2 separate regions of the Mus musculus genome follow, and region 1 is linked to region 2. A link is a contact called in public HiChIP or PLAC-seq data. All regions are on one chromosome and are shown on one strand. The core of a region is the stretch at or near the end of the contact, and the rest is flanking DNA. Distances in the headings are between cores, read along the strand shown. Region 1 holds the start of Ube2z (ubiquitin-conjugating enzyme E2Z). Region 2 overlaps Igf2bp1 (insulin-like growth factor 2 mRNA binding protein 1).

Region 1 (3,224 bases), core at 380-2,879, 110 kb after region 2:
ATGAGGAAGTCTGGGGACACAGAAGGGTAGCCGAACAAAGAAGTTCGTCCAGGCCAAACTCAAAGCTGTATCCAGACTAAGAGAATCAAACAGCTAAGGAGTTAAGTTAGGGGTGGCAATAACTGTGAAGTTGTTCTACGTCCGGCACTGTGCCAGGTACTTTACGTGCATGGTGTAGTTTTTTTTTATTAAAAACTTGGAAAATATGTAGCCGGGCAGACACCTGAGGGGACTTGGAATGTTTGGGATAATAGCCAGATAAGAGGCTAAGATGAAAAGACTAAGTCTGGTCACCAGGAAACAAGTTTCAAAATTAATAGCTCAACAGTCTTATCTTTTGCCATGCAATTGGTACCATACTAAGTGAGCACTTTTGCAAAACATATTTATCTATGAAGTGATACGATCTAAGATCGGTCACCCAAGACACAAGCACAGACAGGCCCTAGGCCTTTTGTTCCTGTATTTGAAGGGAGTACATCTGCTTTACAAAAGTAAACCAGACAACCTTGGGGGTAAATAATAGGAAAAAAGTTCTTGACTAAGATGTTACAATCCAGAGTGATAGTGAGAGATGGTAGGAACGCAGAGTTTCAGGGACAGGTGTGAGGGACAGTTTTGGGGTGATTGGAAAGGGGGTTCAAGAAATGATCTGGAAAGTCAGGGAGGCTCTCTAGACCCGTGGAAAGGGCCATATGGTGGGGAAACGAGGTAAGGAAAGGTAAAAAGGAAGACTGACTCGAGTCTGCAACTGGGCAATGCAGGTAGAGGATGTTCCAAGCGGGGACTCCAGAAGAGATGGAGAACTGATGGGTGGGGCCTGAGGGCAGCCTTTAGGTAAGCTGGTGGGGTAGGTTAGAGGGGAAGTGCGAAGGGCGGGACCGAGCGTTACAGAAGAGCAAAAGGGTCAGGTTTCGGGTGAACGGGAGGGGGTAGGGATAAGGCATCCGGAACGGAGCTGCAGGGCTCACCGGAGGTCGCTAAGGGGCGGGGTAGGCCCGAGGGCAATCGCGGATCTGTTTGGGCTGTAGGGCCGGGCGCTGAGAGGGCGGGAGGGAGGGAAAGGGCGACACTTAAGGCCCCCGTCAGTAGAGAGGCCCGCAGGGTTTGGGCCTGGAAGACGTGAGGCGGGAGAGAGCCCCGATGGGGAAAGGTGGGGGGCGGGGAAGGTCGAGCCCTGGAGCTCCGGGGTGAGGGAGGAAAAACCCCCGGCTCACCGCTTAATCCGAAGTAGACACTGTGGCGCGGTTCGCTCGCCGTCCCAGTCCGAGCTGAGCGTGGGGTCCCAATGGCTAAGCAGCGCGGCCCCGTGGGCAGCGGCCGAGGGCGGGAGTCCTGGCAGCGGAGCCAGGCCGCTCCCCGGTCCCCCGGCCCCGCCCGCCGCCGCCGCCGCCGCCCACACATCCGGCAGAAAAGGCGGCCCGAACCCGCCGCCGCTCCCGCTAACGCCGACCACACCGGCAACACCACTCGACCCTGGGCCCGCCGCCCCGGCGCCAGCCGTCGCCGTCGCCGCCTCCTCAGTCGGACTCTCCGCCATCGCTGCTTCGCTTCCGGGACTGCTCAGCAGCACGTCCGCCGACCAGAGCGGCCGCTGCTCCCGCACCACCGAGAGCCGGGCCAGAGTGTCCCCACCCTCGGCTTCCCCAGCCCGGGTGGCGCTGGCTCCGCCCACCTCCGCCCGGACCAGCGAGAGGCGTGCTGCCAGAGCGTCCACCCACGGTCCTCCAGAGCGGGGGGCGGGGGCTAGCGGACTAGCTGGCGCTCCAGGCCAGCGCAGATTCTGCGCCCCGCTGGAGATGCTGGTAGCCTTCCATGGTTAAAGGTTTTATGTTGGGAGAGTTGATGTCGGAGAAGACAGTTCAAAGAAGATGGAGAGACCCACAGCTTCTCTTTTAAAGGGAGGGACCATCGATGTTCAATCCTAGGGTAGGACTAAGGTCCACCTTCCCTGTAGGGCAATCGAAAGAAGAGCTTGAGTAGTTTAGGGCCCTTCACATCCCTACGGCTCTGTGCTGTATCATGTCTGGTCTTCTCCCCCATCGACTACTATTGTCGCCTGACTGCGGATGGACTAAGAGGAAGAACGGAATCAGAACGTGCGAATAAAAGACCACCTCATTTGAGTTTATTCGATATTTATTTATGAAGGGCATACTAAAGGCCAGGAGCTGTTGCTAGGCATTGCCCTGGAGATAATGACACAGAAGTTGACAGCTTGGTAGAAGTCAAGCATCAGGCTTGATTCCAAGCTCAGTACCTTTTCTACCCGCTAATCCTGGAGTTACGGGTTTGAAATTCTCAATTTCTTAGAACTATATTGAGATTTGTAATACGAAAATTAACTCTGACTAAGGGGAAAAGACCTTAACCTTGTTCTACTGACAGGAATATGAGTCTGTGTGTGTGTTTGCTAACTGTAGGAAAACCAGAGGTACCGCATGACTGAGAATTTACACAACCCTTTCAGCTGGTCTGAGACAACATCCGAAACAAACACATTGATACTCTATAGCAAAGTGTATGAATAGTTTTTGAGACAAGGTTTCCAATATGTAGCTGCTTACCTCAGCCTTCTTAGTGCTGAGATGACCGGCATAAGCCACCACACCCAATGAAATATTCATATTAACTTTAGTACATTTATGAAGATTCATTCTAGAACAAACAGCCAGAGCCTCACTTTGGATCTTGTTTTTTTTTTTTTTTCTTCTTCTTTTCCTCCCGAAGAAGCCTGGCTCCTGTGGTGGCACAGCTCGTAAGCTAAGCACTAGAGAGGTTGAGGAATGATGAGGGAACTATCGTACATAAATAGTTGAGGCCACAAATTGAGTTCAAGGCAATCTGGGCAACAAAGGGACACCCTGTCTCAAAACACAAAAACCAACAAGTGAAGAGCCTGCGTTCTGGACATTTGTGCGTTTTCTCAAATGGTCTGGGGGCGGGGGTCTGGGAATAGTGAATACATTATGTTTTGAAGCTGCCATTAATTGAGTGCTTAAGGCTACACATTGTTTATCTGCTTTATTTTACTTGTTCCTCTCACCAGCTCTGTGATAGAAGGACTGTTATTAGCCTTTTGTGACAGAATGACAACAGACAGACAGAAGGTCAGTCACACACATAGGATCACACTGAGAGCAGGGGGCAAAGCTGCATCTGGTTCCAGATGTTGTCCTTTTTGCTACACACACACATGCATGTACCTAGGGCTCTAGCTTGTG
Region 2 (3,082 bases), core at 351-2,850:
TCCAGGTCACCTGGCCAGAGCTGTGACAGGAAGCACAGGTGAGTCTCACTGGCACTCCTTGGGGTGGGGATGTGACCAGACAAGGAGATCACTGGGAAAGCCGTATCATTACGTGACATGTGACAACTGCCAAAGAGGAAACCATATGTATGGGGGAAAAGAGTGTAGGAAATTAATCCCATGGTTACTGGAAATTGTCTCCCTCCCTTAAAAGAAAAAAAAATTTTTTTTGGTTTTTATTTTTTTTTTTTTTAAGATTTTTTGGAAAGTATTTTTAAGGTAATAGTTTTTCCTTTGGAAAAAGAAATCTTTCCCCCGCCTAACCTAAGCAAGTGGAGTTGCCACTACCTAAATTTCTCTATATTGTTTTGCTAAGAGGTAGATTAAAACCAAAAGTGAAACAGGCTTCTATAAGGAGGTCATTTAGGGGTGGGGAGGGCTAGGGCACCTGGCGGTGGTCAACTACAAAGGTGGCCTGAGCGAGCCTGGTAGACTGGACCAGGCCCCAGGGCAGAAGGATCCTGCTCTATCTCAGAGCGCGCCCCCTCCCCCCATACACACACACACCTCCCGAGGGGACTCAGTGGAGGCAGAGGATCTTGAAGAAACCCTGTTGAAGAGGCCCCGGTTCCCAAGTTAGGAGCTGACTAGGGGATTCCAGGCCGGACCCAGAACCACCCTCCATCCAGCTCTCTAGGGAAGGAGCCCATTCCTTTCCTCACATCAAGCTTAAGCTTAAGCTCTGAGAGAGAGGGGGAGGAGCTGGAGTGAAGGGATGAGAGAGTGGGGGAGGAGAGCAGAAAAGGGGATGGGGTGGGGGGGAGGGGACACGAGATGACGGAACCCTGCCAACCCGACCAATGTGAGTGGGGACCCGGGCAAGCCTGCCCGATCCCCATGACAAACCTAGTGTGGCATAAGCCAAAACTCTCTCCTGGCTGGGATTCATCCCCGAGGCATGAGTCCCTGCCCTCATCTCCAATCTTACTGTGAGGACTGAGGTAGTTCATCCATTTATACTCGTAGTATTCATCATCTGTGATTATGAAAAACACACGCTCCAGGAGCATCCTGCTATTTAAGAAAAACAAATTCTCTTCTTTTGTCAGTCCATAGTCACCCATTTGAGGGCATCCGTAATGATACCACATCAGGCCGTGCAGGGTTGAGGCTTTGGCCTAGCCTCTAGACCATGAAGCATGTGGCCTGTCCCGGATCTTGAACCCTCACTGAGATGTATCCAAAGGAAAGAAACACCATGTTTCAGCTGGTATTACTCTATGTATGTCTGAATACAAGAACAACATTCTGCACCTAAACCATTGAGTATCTGGAAGGAAAATGGCTTTTACATCCCCTGGCATTGATGAGGGGGTCTCTTCCTGCAATGTCCTGCCAAGCTGGTCTCCTTCTATTGGTTTTCAACAAACAGGCAAAAACAGTTGTGTGGTCTGAATGGCAAAGCCACTAGGATCTCCCCCAGGAGCACTTAGGACAAGGAAAGGCGACCTCGTCCCGAGAGAGGGGGAGAAGAGTTGCCTAAATCGACAGCTCCTCCTGGGGCTCAGTTAGGCTTGGCGCCCTCTGGGGCTGAGGTAGTTAATAGCACTGCTGGTTCCCAGTTTGGCAGAGGGTGTCTGGGAAGGGAGGAGGGGAAGGCACCCTTGAGAGCTAACTGAGGCCCCTCCTCACTGCCAGTCTGCCAGGCCTGAAGGGAACTCCACGGTGCCATCTCTGCAGTGGGGACAGGGGAGGAGAGCAGTCCCACAGGGAGCCCAAGAGTCCCTCCTTCCCCAAAGTGCAACAGGACCCCCTTTTCCCTGCTCCCTAGCCCTGGGCAAGCACCACACCCCAATCCCCCAGGAACTTAACAAGAGTGGTGCTTGTCTTTAGTGTAGTCTCCAGGACCCTCCCCCTCACAGACAGGCCTAGGAGATGTAGAAAGATGGCCGGCCACTGCTTTGTCTTAGAAACAGCCTCTCAGCCTCTGTCTGTCTGTCTGTCTTTGGCACAAAGGAAAACGGACATACAGAACCAACTGGAACATCCTGTCCCAGCATCCTCGGGGTTTTGACATGGTGTCTCCAGCCAATAGCGAGGCAGGAGTTTTCCCCAAAAGCGGAGAGTTTAGGGAAATGAAAGACAGAAAGGACCGGAAAGAGTCAAAGGCCACACGACTTCCCTCGTACCTAGACCTCCTTCCAGCAACTAAGTCCACAAACTGCAAAAGGCAACCAGACCCCAGAGGGGGTTAAAGCCACTGCGGTGTAAGCGGCAGATGCAGCTTCAAAGTCAGTCAGTGAGTCAAACCATTTGGCTTTTTATGTGTTTCCAAGAATTTAAAAAATAGACCCAAGAGATGATCCTTTCATTCATAAAACTACGTGTGTAGTGCACACACACACACCTCTATACATAGACCTCTGAGCACAGAAGCAGTTTCTTCTAAAGGTTGCTTTTCTCAACTGTCCAAATATCCCAAGTGCTTTTTGTAATAATTTGCCATCTTACCTAGGACAGGGTTTGGAAAAAAAAAAAAAAAGAGGTGACAAGCAGGGTAAGGAGCTGCCCTAAGATCTGGCCTTTGAGTCACCAGACAACCCAAATAAGCCAGGCTCTCCCTTCCTGCTGACCTCTGCCCCTAGTCCATATTCTTACTTTCATTAGGAAGCCAACTTTCACAATCTTGCTGCTGGGCAAATCCAGCCATGAGTGGAACCTTGCCTAGTCCATGTAAGTTTTCAGGTCCCTTGTCACACATGTTCTGATCTCTTCTGGGAGCTCAATCAGCTAAAGGGAAGGACTTGGACTTAAGGTGTGAAGGGGGCAGGTCCCCAAGGAACAGACGCTCCAGCAATCTCATTCCAGGTACTATGGGATCCCCCCATGGTCACTTGAACCAGGTATCAAAGCATGCTTGCTGCAAGAAATCCACTTGAAATCACTAAATGGCCGATGTCTGAACATTGTCTGCTTTGAATGGGAACAAAGCACATAGAGCCAGGTGGGAAGCTTAATTCTACTGGCCTGTTACATCCTAAAGACTGTTTCTCTCTTTGGACTAAATGGTCTGGAGCCTATG

The links. HiChIP or PLAC-seq counts read pairs in DNA pulled down with a chosen protein or histone mark.
Region 1: a contact with region 2 is called in an H3K4me3 HiChIP or PLAC-seq map of embryonic stem cells, with 4 times the contacts expected there. The contact joins the promoter of Ube2z here to the enhancer-like site in region 2. A contact is called at or near these places in 6 of 39 promoter capture datasets (the 3T3-L1 cell line, 3T3-L1-derived adipocytes, embryonic stem cells and 2 more), 8 of 484 Hi-C or Micro-C datasets (the G1E-ER4 cell line, embryonic somatosensory cortex, embryonic stem cells and 4 more), 10 of 115 datasets of contacts at active chromatin or transcription factors (craniofacial prominence, embryonic limb bud, embryonic stem cells and 4 more) and 1 of 9 other capture datasets (adipose tissue).

The regions. Positions count from the first base shown.
Region 1 is chr11:96,063,735-96,066,958 of GRCm38.p6, forward strand. Ube2z (ubiquitin-conjugating enzyme E2Z) reads right to left here and starts at 1,630. Exons shown (of 7, transcript NM_172300.3): 1 at 1,218-1,630. The coding sequence starts at 1,540.
Region 2 is chr11:95,957,766-95,960,847 of GRCm38.p6, forward strand. It overlaps Igf2bp1 (insulin-like growth factor 2 mRNA binding protein 1), which reads right to left. Exons shown (of 15, transcript NM_009951.4): 15 at 1-3,082. Among named protein-coding and RNA genes, the nearest start is that of Mir3063, 4.1 kb to the right of the region's middle. Within about 2 kb of position 1,601, at least 8 of the 459 cell types and tissues checked have an H3K27ac peak or open chromatin away from gene starts, as enhancers often do. A contact at or near this core is called in embryonic stem cells, where this site is marked.